Linked DNA regions of Zea mays: region 2 is linked to region 1. Evidence: chromatin contacts called from public Hi-C data. All regions are on one chromosome and are shown on one strand. The core of a region is the stretch at or near the end of the contact, and the rest is flanking DNA. Distances in the headings are between cores, read along the strand shown.

Region 1 (6,236 bases), core at 2,793-5,292:
AAGTTGGTTATTTGGACTAGAGACAAAAGTATTATATAAGCAGTAGAATAAACCAACATACTGCATTTTCTCCCTGATCATGGCTGGTACTTATATAGTAGTCACGCGGCGCCCTCCTCGGAATGCGTGATGACAGATTGCTGACAGCCGAAGGCCCGCAGCGCCTACAGGGAAAGCTACTGGCGTGCCTGCACTGAAGTCGTCGGCGGCGGCGGCCGTTGGCAGGTTTCGAACCCAAAAGCTGCAACCTGAAGATGCCAGTCCGAGTATACAATTTCGTGCTGCTCAGGGCAATGGATAAGGCTACGTACGGCTCAACAAGTCCCAGCCGGCCAACCGCGCCCACAGGTTGGCGCCTGCTGCAGCCAGCCAGCCAGTGGAGAAGAGCTACACTACAGCTAATAAATGTTTCAGTAAAGAAAAAGGACACATGAAAAAGAAAGGGTAAGCAAAAAAAAAAAAAAATGGAGCTACAGCAGCTAGTAGTTCATGTGACCATGCCTACGAATATACCTACCACATATATACTACTACGCATACCATCATGGGCTCATGACCATGCCCAACAGTAGATGGCACTCTATAGATATTTGTTTAGACCATAGTTACGGTATCGTCTCTTTTAGAACGGAGAAAGTAGCTTATACGAGTCACTCAAGAGTGTAACTTATCCGAACTAGAAATTCGATACTAATTTTATATAGAACAAAAAAAAGAGAAGCGGTCATTTTTCCTCCATAACTACTACTACACCATATTTTACTTTTGTCCCAAAACTAAGGGGTCTTCAACCCTTAAAGCGGCCAAGTCTGGCACACCATGTATATAGCCATGCAAAACATTGTATTGCGTTATGCATAAAATTGCTTACATAACAAAGTTTAATAAATAGGAGATGTGAATTATGCCATGAGAGATGCTGGAGATAGCCTTAGCGATGATTTTTTTTTACTAGGAAACTAGACTAAAATTAAGCTTGGAAATAAACTTTAAACGTTCAAACAAACACGTTAGTAGTTCAGGACAAAATTATAAACTATCCTAGTTTTGTTAAGCCTGTACAAAAAGAACAATAATGATATTTACATTACCGAACTAGTATCATTAGATTCGGCACGCATTATGTCTATGTGATGCCATAAATATCGATAACTGTCTATAAATTTAACCAAACTAATAGTTCAATTTAAGATCGAAACTAAAATTCTATGTTTTTTTTACAGGACGGAGGTAGTATATGTACGTCTCTCGTATAATGCAGAATAGAAATACCGGATTTTATCTAATCCTCTGGTGAAGAGGGAGTAGCACAAAAAGCTCAAGGTTGGACCTCATAGCAATTCCAATTATTCTCTAAGAAACTCCTTAAATCTTAAATTTAAGAAGTAAATAGGAAAATGCTTCTTCAATAGTTATCTAAATAGAATTGCTTCCCAACCATATTTACTCTCCAAGTTTTGACATCCGAATAGAAACTCCCTAAACACAGTTGGCGTCGATTTCTTCACACCCATGTGCTCATTTTTTTCTTTCCTGTGCAGCGAGATAGCCAGGTTCGGCGCGCTTTTTTACCTTTCCCTCGCAGTGAGGCAGCCAGGCCTAACGCACGTGACACAAGCTTCTTCTCGGCCGTCATACCACCACTAGATTCAAAATTAGTAACTATTGAAGACCAAACTATTTTTTACTCCAATAGCTATTAAGCAACTTGTTAAACATGAATTTAGGAAGTTTTTTTTTAAAAAAAAATATTGGAGTTGGAGTTGCTCTCTTTATGTTGTTGTACCGGTTACTGCTTTATTTGCCCATTTTTACCACTGATCGCTGGCACGCAATGACGCAACGACGTTACGCTAGATACTGCTGCACTGACAGAAAAAAGTGTAGGCCTGCACGTGTGCTCGCTCTGTACTGTACTGCCGCTCGATGGTTCATCACAGGTCTGAAGACCCGAGTGGAACCGCCAACGCCGTCAAGACGTCAAAACAGAAGGAACAACAATCTTGCGATCTCCACAGCAACAAGCCAACAACAACCTTGTTTTGTTCGGGTCGAAAAATGTCAACAGATACTTATTTATTACACATGAATAGTTCATCAGGTTTCACAGATCAGTTCATCACCTGCTGCGGCTCCAGCACCAGCAGCATATGTACACAAATCATCAGTTGCATGAATCAGAGAGAGAGAGAGAGAGAGAGAGACAGAGAGGTTACAGGCTCTTCACATTAGCATCGATCGACCGAGCGGTCATCAGATTGGCATGATCAAGGAGCAGGGGATGGATACCAGTAGCAGGGATGGTGTCGTCTATCGTCTCGGCCTCTCAGGCGCGCCCTGTCTCCTCGGCGGCGGCTGGGGTGTGGAGGGCGGGGACGCGCCCGCCGCAGCCTGACCGCTTCTTGCGCTTCCCGGAGCCGGACATCAGAGCCCACACCGGCAGCGGGACGAACCGCGGCTCCGACGGGGAGGAGATGACCCACTGCTTCTCGCTTCCGGGCAGCAGAGGCGGTGACGCCAGCCGCTTCTTCGGCGGAAGTGTGGGCAGAGGCGGTGGCGGGTGATGGTGCTGCTGCTTCTTCGGCGGGAGGGGAAGCGGTGGCGGGTACAGCTGCTTCTTCGGCGGGAGCAGAGGCGGTGGCGGGTACTGCTGCTTCTTCGGCGGGAGCAGAGGCGGTGGCGGGCACTGCTGCTTCTCCCGCTGAGGCGGTGGCGGGGGGCGGGGGGGCAGGGGCGGGCGGTGCGCGGGCGGAGGGAGCGAGCCGGCGGCGTGAGCACCGGACGGGAGCAGGTTGCTCCCGGACGCCTTGGGCCCGCGGATGCGGAGGCGCGCGGCGACGTAGGCCGCGGCGGCCTCCTCGGCGGTGTCGAAGGTACCGAGCCAGACGCGGCGGCGGAGCATCGGGTCGCGAATCTCCGCCGCCCACCGGCCCCACGGGCGCCGCCGCACGCCCGTGAACCTCGCCCCCTCCCCCTCCTCCTCCTCCTCGTCCTCCTCCGCGCCGCACCCGGCGGACTGGAGCAGCACGCGGCTGCGCTTCACGCTCCCCGCCGACGCCGACGCCGACGGCGAGCCCGGATGCGGCGAGGCGCGCTCCCCCGCCTCGTCCTCGTCCTCGTCCTCGCTGGAGGACGAGTCGGTGGCGTCCTCGTCGTGCACGATGATGCGCACCACCCGGCACCGCGGCACCGACGCGGACCTCGCCTCCTCCACCGCCTTCATCACCTCCTCCTTCAGGCTAGGGTCCATTCCCGCGCCTCGGGACGCCGCTTCCTCACCCCATGCAAAGAGCCGCGGCCCCTCAGCCCACGACCGCGGCGGCCATGGGCGCGCTCCTCGGCTAGGGCTAGGGCTAGTGCTTCGATCTGCTAGGGCAAGCAAGCTTAATCGGCGGGCGGATTTCGGGACGGGAGCGGGAAGACAAAGGCGAAGGGGAAATTGGGGACGAACGGACGGGAGCCGAGGCCAGGGGGGAGGGGAAGTATTAGTTGAACAGCGCAGGGGCGTTTCGGTAATTCCGCGGTGGAGGTTCCTTGGAAGGAATCTCCTCCTCTGGGCGGTAGGTGCCCACGTGGCCGGGTGGTCTCCGTGTGGGGCATATTCGCTTCGGGAGCAGGGGGACCGCGGAATGACGGGAGTGCCCTCGGGTTGGTGTCTGGAATATTCGTGCGTTTCAAATTTCGAACTGGGTAAACCGGTGAGGGGGGATGAGTTTCGAGTTGAAGCAGGGTCCGTTTCCAGAAACAGCCAAAGTGAGCTGGGTTTGGATTCGCTCGGCAGCAACCAACCCGACGACGGCGGTTTCAACTTGCGGAACAAGAAGGGGCAACGCGCGCGCGCGCGGCCAATAACTCTAAGAAAGTTTTTTTATATAAAAAGAGCAAGACTACGATTAGGACACTTATAACTAGTTTGAATACTTTAGCATTGATCTCAATCCACGTATATTAAAGTAGATTAGAGTATGTATTAAAGTGGATTAGAGTGTAACTTAAACTAATTTATACCCTAATATATCTTAACACATGTGAATTGTGTTCAATACTAGAGTTCGTATACAAGAAATAGCTACTCCCTATGTTCACAAATGTTAGTCGTTCTTACTTTTCGAGTATCACTTTTAACTTTGACAATATTTATATAAAAATGTTAATATATACAACACATAATTAGTATCATTATATAGATCTTGAATTAAGATTATTTGAAAATACAAATGTTGCTAATATATTCTATAAATTTAGATAAACTTAAAAAAGTGTGGCAGACATAAATACTATGGCGACAAACATTTGTGAACGGAGAGAGTAAGAGACGATAATCTTAAGCTTCTCTATCTTAAATATAGTTAATATACAATATATAGAGTACAAACAGGCTCTCTATAAATATCGGGTACCAAAAAAAAACTCTTCCAGAAACCTCATATTCATACACACCCTCTATAAGAAAGCATTTAACAAGCTTGTAACTACCAAAAAAAATGTTTGCTACTCAAAAGTTCACAAATAAGAGCATTATTAAGTGCAAGAAGGTTAGGGATCAGCACGTCTTAAAAAACGTACGGACATTCGTTAGTTTCTCAAAACATGGTTAGCACGTTTTTAGTTATTCGATAACAGTAAAATAATACTTCATCCGTGCTAAAATATAATTCATTCTACCTCACTTTTTCCGTCCACATTCATTCAAATGATAATAAATATAGACATACATGTAAATTGTATTCATATGCTACTTGTGGCGTAATTGGTTTCTAGGCTCATGGGCGCCCGGCTCGCGACGGCCTGCAGGCACATTTTCACTTGTGTTGTATCTGAGCGTGCAGGTTGGTCTTGTGCGCGTGCATGCAACCATTCACGTGCGCCGCACGGTTAATTGGACGCGGTGAGCCTGAGCGCATTCGGCGGAGCAACCAATCACGTAGTAATGAACATATGATTAGTCTAAAACAAATTATATTTTATAATGGATAAAGTACTTAATTTTCTCTAGATGTTCATGTTTGTTTTGAAAGAAAATATAAATTTCACTTACGAGTTTGATGACCAATACACTATTAGCATTGGTATGTCTTTTTAATAAAAAAAACTTGTCAGAACTTATTTGGTTGCACTTCAATATACTTCGATCCACATATATTGGAGAATGCGACCAGACAAAACATAAGACAAATTCACAATGGCTCCACTTCGTGGTATCATTGCCATCGTTCACTCATTTGCGATTTTCCAGCGTCCATTGCATATTTCCGTATCATCCTTATTTTCGGCCACCGAAAAATCCAATACCTGCCCATTATATCATAATAAAAACTACACACATGATGAGAATGATTGCTCGTTCTGTTTTGTTTCGAAAATAATGTGGGACTCTTCCAGATCCACCTAGCTAACCATTAGATATGCTAGCTAGTTTTTGTAGTCGCAGGTAATGGTTAACTGAGTGATAGGCATGACATAATTTATGCCTCCTAACTACTACATGTGTTAGTTAGTTTATCCTAGCTAATAGCAAATTGTTAGCTGAATAATAGATATAAAATTTGTAAGAAAAATGAATTGTTGTCTATTTGATTATAGAATTTTGGTGTTTATGATCAACATTGTCACACCCAAATTTAGGGGGCAAACTCGGGCGTGTTTCAAATGTGTGCTAGGATCAAGTCTCACACATATGATAACTCATGATACAGAAACGAATGTCACATCTTTACTATATAATATGAGTTCTGTACAAAATAATTAAATAATTACATCATACGAAGACGACGATTCAGAAACCATATTGACTAGGAGACGACGACCTAGACCTCTCACGAACTTATCGTGACATCCTCCATGCTACTCATCCTGCGGTACCTATTCTTGACCTAGGGGATGTGAGTACAGCAAGTGTGAGCTCACATACATTCATCGCTCAATAAGTTGTGGGGAATAATGTGCATGAGCTCACTACAGTGATGGCTCATGTGATGTGTAAAGAGAGGGTTAAAGCTGAGCTTTTCTTTTAAAGTTGGTCAGAGTTTTATTAGCAGTTACTAAGTATAAGTAGATACGAACACAAATAAATAAGAGACCACAATTAATAATAACACCCATAATGCAATGCATATGACAAACTAAGTTTTAGTTCCATAAATTACTCGTGTGAGGGTCCGAGCTGCTCATGACCGTGAGCACGGTTGATATACCAGTTTTACACTTTGCAGAGGTTGCGCGTCTTTACCTGTCGG
Region 2 (6,110 bases), core at 537-3,036, 190 kb after region 1:
CATACAGCAAAAACTGGACCAAAAAATATAAGTAGTGCAGAAGCTCTGTTTCCGCTCTTGATTATTGAGAGTTTGTTGGAATTCGTTTTCTTTTCTTTTCTCGGAATTTTCTGATTGTTATAGGGTTGTTTTGGTGTCTTCAAACCCATCGTTTGTTCTTTCATATATAGATATGTGAAGAAGTTCAAAGGAATACAGGTACAAATAACTCAGCATCAACATTAAGCTTGAAAAAAAAGTGACAGCAGGTTAACAATATTAATGATATCAACAGACCTGTAGGCAATTTGTTCATTAACTCTACAGCAAATGATGGTCCTGACAGAACAACAAACGGTTGGCGGCGATTTCCCAATGCTCGTGGGATGATTGTAGACATTGTCCGAAGGGTATTGAGTTCCAGCCCTTTGCTAAGTGATATGAATGGCAACTTTGGATCAACATGTGTTGAAATACTTTCAAGAAAGGATGAACTGAACTGCCACAAAAAGTAAGAGAGTCAAGAGGACTAAATGTCAGCAACGAGCATAATGCTTCGTGAAGAACCGTGAATACCTGAACCGGAACAGCATGGAAGCAGAAATCAGCTCCTGCTAAAGCATCAGCAGCACTAGTTGTTGCGACGATATTTTCTGGCAATCTGTGTTCTGATAAGTACTTGCTGCAGTAAAAAGCCAGAAGCTGCAATTGAGATACATTCACCGAAAACAGTTTCATGATGAGGCCACTCTCTGGGTATGCATATAAGATGTGCATCTGAAGTCGGATTTAGATGATAAAATAAAATCATATGGAAGTGGACCAAAGATGGAAAGTACAGTACCAAATCGGCCTATAGAGCGCGACCCTACAGCACCTTCCGTATGTACAAACCGACATTACTTGCCGTGAGCAGGCAGAGAACAAGTGCAAGTTGTTCGGGGATGGCCTCATCAGGACGCATGTATTCTGAGGAATGCAAATAGGATGCAGCACAAATTGATGTATGCTAACGGCTAAATGCACACAGCAAATAAAACTAGTTTTCCAAACCGGAAACGTGGCATTGCCTAATTGGTCATAATAATAACAGGATGATATCACTAGGTCACTAAGGTCATCAGACAACGTGCCCTGTTCGTGGATAATCTGAGCATCTATTCGTTCGAGATGATTTTTAAGTGCTATTCTACCTCATGGATCGAGAAAACAAAGGCAGCAGAGGTTACCAACCAATTGACATGTGCGTTGTTGATGGACCGGCAGATGTGGTCGTCCCTGAGCAGCATGGCCACCTCGAGATCGGCCTTCTTGGCCGCCACGTGAGCGGCCATGGCCGTCCCGAACGACCCGCCCCCGAGAACCACCACCTGAAAAAGCAAAGACTCGCCATGCAGCCCCTCTCGATCAGATCCAGCAAAGGAAGAAGCGACCCTCCCAAGCCCACACATAGAGGGTGCGAGCGAGTCTACCTTGCGCGTGGTCTCGAGGACGTCGCTGCGGTTGCGGCGGCGCCAGGAGCGGGACCACCGGACTAGCTTCTCCCACGCGACGCGCACCGCGCGGCGCCGGTCCCTGCGCCCGCTCCTGCGTGGCGCGCCGTCGTCGTCGGCATCGTCGTCGCTGGAGTCCTCGTCCTCCGGTAGCGGCACGGCGTCGGTGGCGCCGGTGAAGCTGGGTGGAGGGCGGCGGGCGGCGGCGGCGAGGCGGTGCCGAGGATTCGGGGTGGAGGGAAAGAAGACGGCGGCGGCGGCGGCCATTGGGAAATGGAGAAAGAACAGTCTCGCGCGGGCTTGTTGTTTGTTGATTGTTATCTTATCCGTTCCCGGCTTCCCGCCTTGTGCTGCTTCTCACTCTTTCTTCATTCCACTCGGCTCGACGCTCGAGCGATTTGGAGTCTTCCGGCCAATACAATGACGACACGTTGTCTTTCGTCCTCGTGAACTGCTCCTTTGGTAGGGTTTCCAACTGCGCGCCAGGTACAACAGTACAGTTTGATACTTTGATGGGTTTAGAAGAAAGATGCTTGGAGGCACATGATGGGTTTGGTAAGAGTAATGGACGCACACCCACCACGGTGGTGAAGATTAGGGCACGTTCGGTTTCGAACTCGTGGACAACACAAATTCAAACGCGAGACATTTCATTTTGAACACAACTATCGACTTCTCTAGCTTGTTTGGCATGGTTCTCTAGTGCAAAACTTTAAAGGAGAAGCTAACAAACATTTTGCTGCTCACTGGTAGTGAAACAAGGGAGACTAGACAGAATGTACATTAGAAAAAGGGGGAAATGAATTTTTTGAAGTATGAGCTTGTTTAATTGTCTTCAATTTCTAAGAATCGGCTGAAAATGGCTAACATGTAGTGCGGGTGCGGCAAGTATGGTCAGGCTCAGGCAAGCAGCAAAAAAAAAAAAAAAACAAAAAAAATGCTACTCTACTATCGCATGTTACACTGTCTGGCGACTCCGACAGTTTCCTTCTGCTTTCATCCTCCAGTTTCAGGAAATTGCAGTTCAAGTATGATTTGATTTGCCACACGGCACAAAACAGATTTCCATAAGCCAATGGGATATGGGTATAGAAACATGAGTAAAAAGGTAAACACAAATCAAGAATAAACTCGGCTCTTCATGATTTGCATTAAAACCAGACGACAGCACCATAAACAAAAAAAATTCAGATGTCCAAATTGTTCATACATATCCTCTTCGGCTCTTCTAGTAAAATGTTCTAATCTCCTAGGCAAGCCCCAGATGCAAAAGCATAATTTTAAGCCCAGGTCCAAATCAAGAGTATCACTGAAACATGTCACACATCTAGTGCGACTTGACATACTCCTGCACTATGTTAAGGCCCTCAGATTCTTCACCGTAGTCCTGATAATTGAAACGAAACAGTGGAATGTCATGTCACCTGCCTAAGGTAAACCAAAATAATTATTTGTTAGTAGGAACGTAGGTGATTGATATGCTACCTTGACGACGACGCAGGAGCAGCCTACAACCTTCCTTGCCTTGCCCTCAGAGTCAATCTTGCAAAGCTGCAAGGGGGCATAAGTGGAGGCTGTTATGATCAAGGTGCAAGTTCATACTGCACAGCATAGTGGAAAATGGCATGCTCTAGAAAATTGAAACATGTCTTAAAGGACTAAAAAGAAAATGTAAAGGCTTGACATTTAAAGCAACTCCAAGAGATTATATATCCTTAGGCCGTGCTCAGAAGAGCGTGCATATGGCCATGCAGAACATCATTTTGCACTGTAGACTGCACTGCTTGCAGAGTAGAGTTTGAAAAAGGGAGTGGTATAGGGAGGCTAGTGGAGACAGCCTTAGAAGGAACACAGATTGTGGTGAAGAAATACACCGTCCAATAGCTTCTCTAACTGGATATCTAAATATAGCCATCCTCTGTTCAGCACTTCTCGCTAGTCAAATATGGATGGTGAGGATATCTCTCTAGAGTGTACATAAGATAAAGAAAAGATGTTGAAGAATAAAAATATATAGAAAACTATTTTTATTCAAATGACTCTAAATGATGATTTAGAAAGTAAATTTTAGAAAGACACATAGAGATGCTCTTACAAACGATAGTAAACTTTCCCCTATCAAGCATAACTTAAAGCATTGGAAGTTATGAAATGAATGTTCAAATGAGTAATCCAGTAACACTATATAGGCAGCAACAATCATACTATGTAAAAAGCAGCACAAGTTTTAGAGAAAGAGACTCTTAACTCACCCCGGCCCACTCGCCAAGAGTCTTAGCGGCAGGAACAGTGACCAGGTGAACATTGTGCTCAGCGCAGAGTGCCTTCACCAACTTGACGTAATCTGGCTGGTCACAGTCCTCAGCAAGCACGCAAAGCTGAGCGGCGTGCTTCTCGATGGCCTTGGCAGCCTCACGGAGACCCTTCACAAGACCGTCATGAGCACTTGACTTCTTCATCACGAGCTGCAGAGCAGTCATCAAGTCCATAGGCTCCCCAAGAACTGGGGTTGGTGCCTCAACCGCGACTGGGGCCTCCTGTTCACTGCCAAACCAGAATTTGGTGAATTGACAATGCAGGAGCAAAAAGCAATAACTATAACAAACAATTTTGCAAAGGCTAGATGAGTATCAACATATACCGCACCAAGATGAAACATTTCAATACTAGTAGTACTCAGTAATTGGGAGGCTCTAGTGCTTAATAAGCAACAGGACATAGGTAAGAAGCCAGCAGAACTTAAAAGCATATAAAGTGAGGTTCGTTTTTACAGTCTTTGATATGCTGATGATGATGATAAATTAATAACAACAATCAATTGAGACAGAAACATTCATCTCTCAATTAAGTACATAGATAACGCAAACCACAGAAAAATACACCTAACTAACAACACAATTAACCATCAAAACCTCAGTTCGGTTTGGTCAGCAGGACATTTAGCATGAAAACATTGGAAGCTTGAATTGCACACTTTTGATCCAACAATGTGTTACGAATGCACTTAGATTCCAGAGCACAAATAGTGATGAACATGCCTTTACCAAGTTTGGCCCAGGGAAGACAGCATAGTAGCAGGATAATCATTTCATCCCAATAGTAGCGCAACTAATCTACCGAGCTATTAGTATATTGGTACCCCTACCCGTAACAATTACGGAAAACACGCATCAAGCAGAACGATTCTAGCGTCATACCAATCCGGAACTAAAATTTCGCTAACCGGACCAAGATCCCTGAAACGAGCATGGAAAAGATATCGGTTGGGAGACTTACGCCATCTTCCGCGCTGTGAAGGGGTTCCTCGGCGGCTGCGAAGGGAGATCTGGATCAGGCAAGAGAAAAGTCAGTAGCGATTAGTGAGGGAGACGGGAGGAAGAACAAACGAGGCGAGGGGAGCGCGCCGCCACCTGCAGAGAGGGAGCACCGGGCGGCTGCTAGGGTTTTGGCTAGAGGGTGTGAGACAGGTGGGAGAAGGCGGAATTATAAGTGCCGGGCTGCCGGCTCGTCGAGCCAGGCCTGTATAGGCCTTTGTGGGCTAAATATAGCCGGACCTGTATGGGCCTTTATTAGTCCGAGCGAGCAGCTCTCCTCGCCATCTGAGGCCGTAAAGCCGTGTGCAGCAACGGCCGTGCTGAGGTTCGGCGACTGCCGCGCATGGTTAACTTTCTTGTGCCTTAGGCTTTTCAAAAAAATATTGTGCAATTTAAATCCTAATCAGTAGTATAACTTCACCTAACTAGATAATGATGTGATACGAAGTTTTGTACCCTAATTTCCAATACTATACACTAGCATAATAATTTTAAGAATGCAAACACTTAACTTGAATTGCTCAAGAGTAAATATATGTAGTACTAAGGTAAGGATTAGAAGACTACTCAATGTTTTACCGAGGTTTTAGAGAGCCGACATTCCCCCACTGATCCTCGTTGTAGCACCGACGTAAGGGTGTTGCTCCCTCTTAGCGCGTGTTAAGAGTATCGTCCTCCTCATCATCCACTGTATAGGTGTGTGCTAACTTTTCATTTTGATTCAATAACCATGCCCCAAATTTCTGAGTGGAACTCATTATGAGTTTGGGCTTTGGAGATGGCAGGTCGAGAAAGAAGACACTAACGCACTACATGTAGCCGACTTGAATATAGAGATACAACAGGTTATGTGCAGTTGTGCCATACTTGTCGAACAGACGTATCCTTACAATTAAGTAGTCATTCCCGAATAGGTCAGGATTTTGTTCTCGGCCCCAACATACAGTTGCCACGCTACATTGCCTAATGAAGTACTCAAGCTAGACCCAAATGATTGATATGATTTTCTAGCTCCTCCTCCTCTCTTTTTTTTTGTTTTTGTTTATGTAAACTAGAAGTGAAAAAATGGTGAGTCTAATGTTTGTGTGAGGGAGAAGGGCCAACGTGTGGAGCTAGTAGATGATGGAGAAAGTCATGAAGGACTTCATGTAGAAATTGATCGATGGACACATTTTGAGAGGTAGGTTTGAAAGTGGTAGCATCATTAAATATTGGCGAACACATGGTGCAGAGAGAAAGTTCATGTGTTTAGGCCGGGACCCAACCAAACAAGCTTCACCTCAGTTAGACCTAGGATGGATAAGGTACATGTGTTGATATTTGA

The links. A called contact is a pair of places that touch in the nucleus more often than the background predicts.
Region 2: a Hi-C map of leaf shows a contact between it and region 1, with 7 times the contacts expected there. The contact joins the promoter of LOC100383152 here to the promoter of LOC103632136 in region 1. A contact is called at or near these places in 4 of 25 Hi-C or Micro-C datasets (ear, leaf and tassel).

What each region holds. Positions count from the first base shown.
Region 1 is chr7:21,957,504-21,963,739 of Zm-B73-REFERENCE-NAM-5.0, forward strand. LOC103632136 (ethylene-responsive transcription factor ABI4) reads right to left here and starts at 4,043. Exons shown (of 1, transcript XM_008653974.4): 1 at 2,012-4,043. The coding sequence starts at 3,250. The coding sequence ends at 2,327.
Region 2 is chr7:22,145,165-22,151,274 of Zm-B73-REFERENCE-NAM-5.0, forward strand. It overlaps LOC100383152 (Glycerol-3-phosphate dehydrogenase [NAD(+)] 2 chloroplastic), which reads right to left and starts at 1,787. Exons shown (of 8, transcript NM_001361949.1): 1 at 1,452-1,787; 2 at 1,213-1,349; 3 at 556-661; 4 at 277-478. The coding sequence starts at 1,739. LOC100282880 (ribosomal proteinS12 (homolog)) reads right to left here and starts at 4,959. Exons shown (of 5, transcript NM_001155786.2): 1 at 4,883-4,959; 2 at 4,749-4,797; 3 at 3,725-4,016; 4 at 2,958-3,023; 5 at 2,574-2,859. The coding sequence starts at 4,753. The coding sequence ends at 2,800.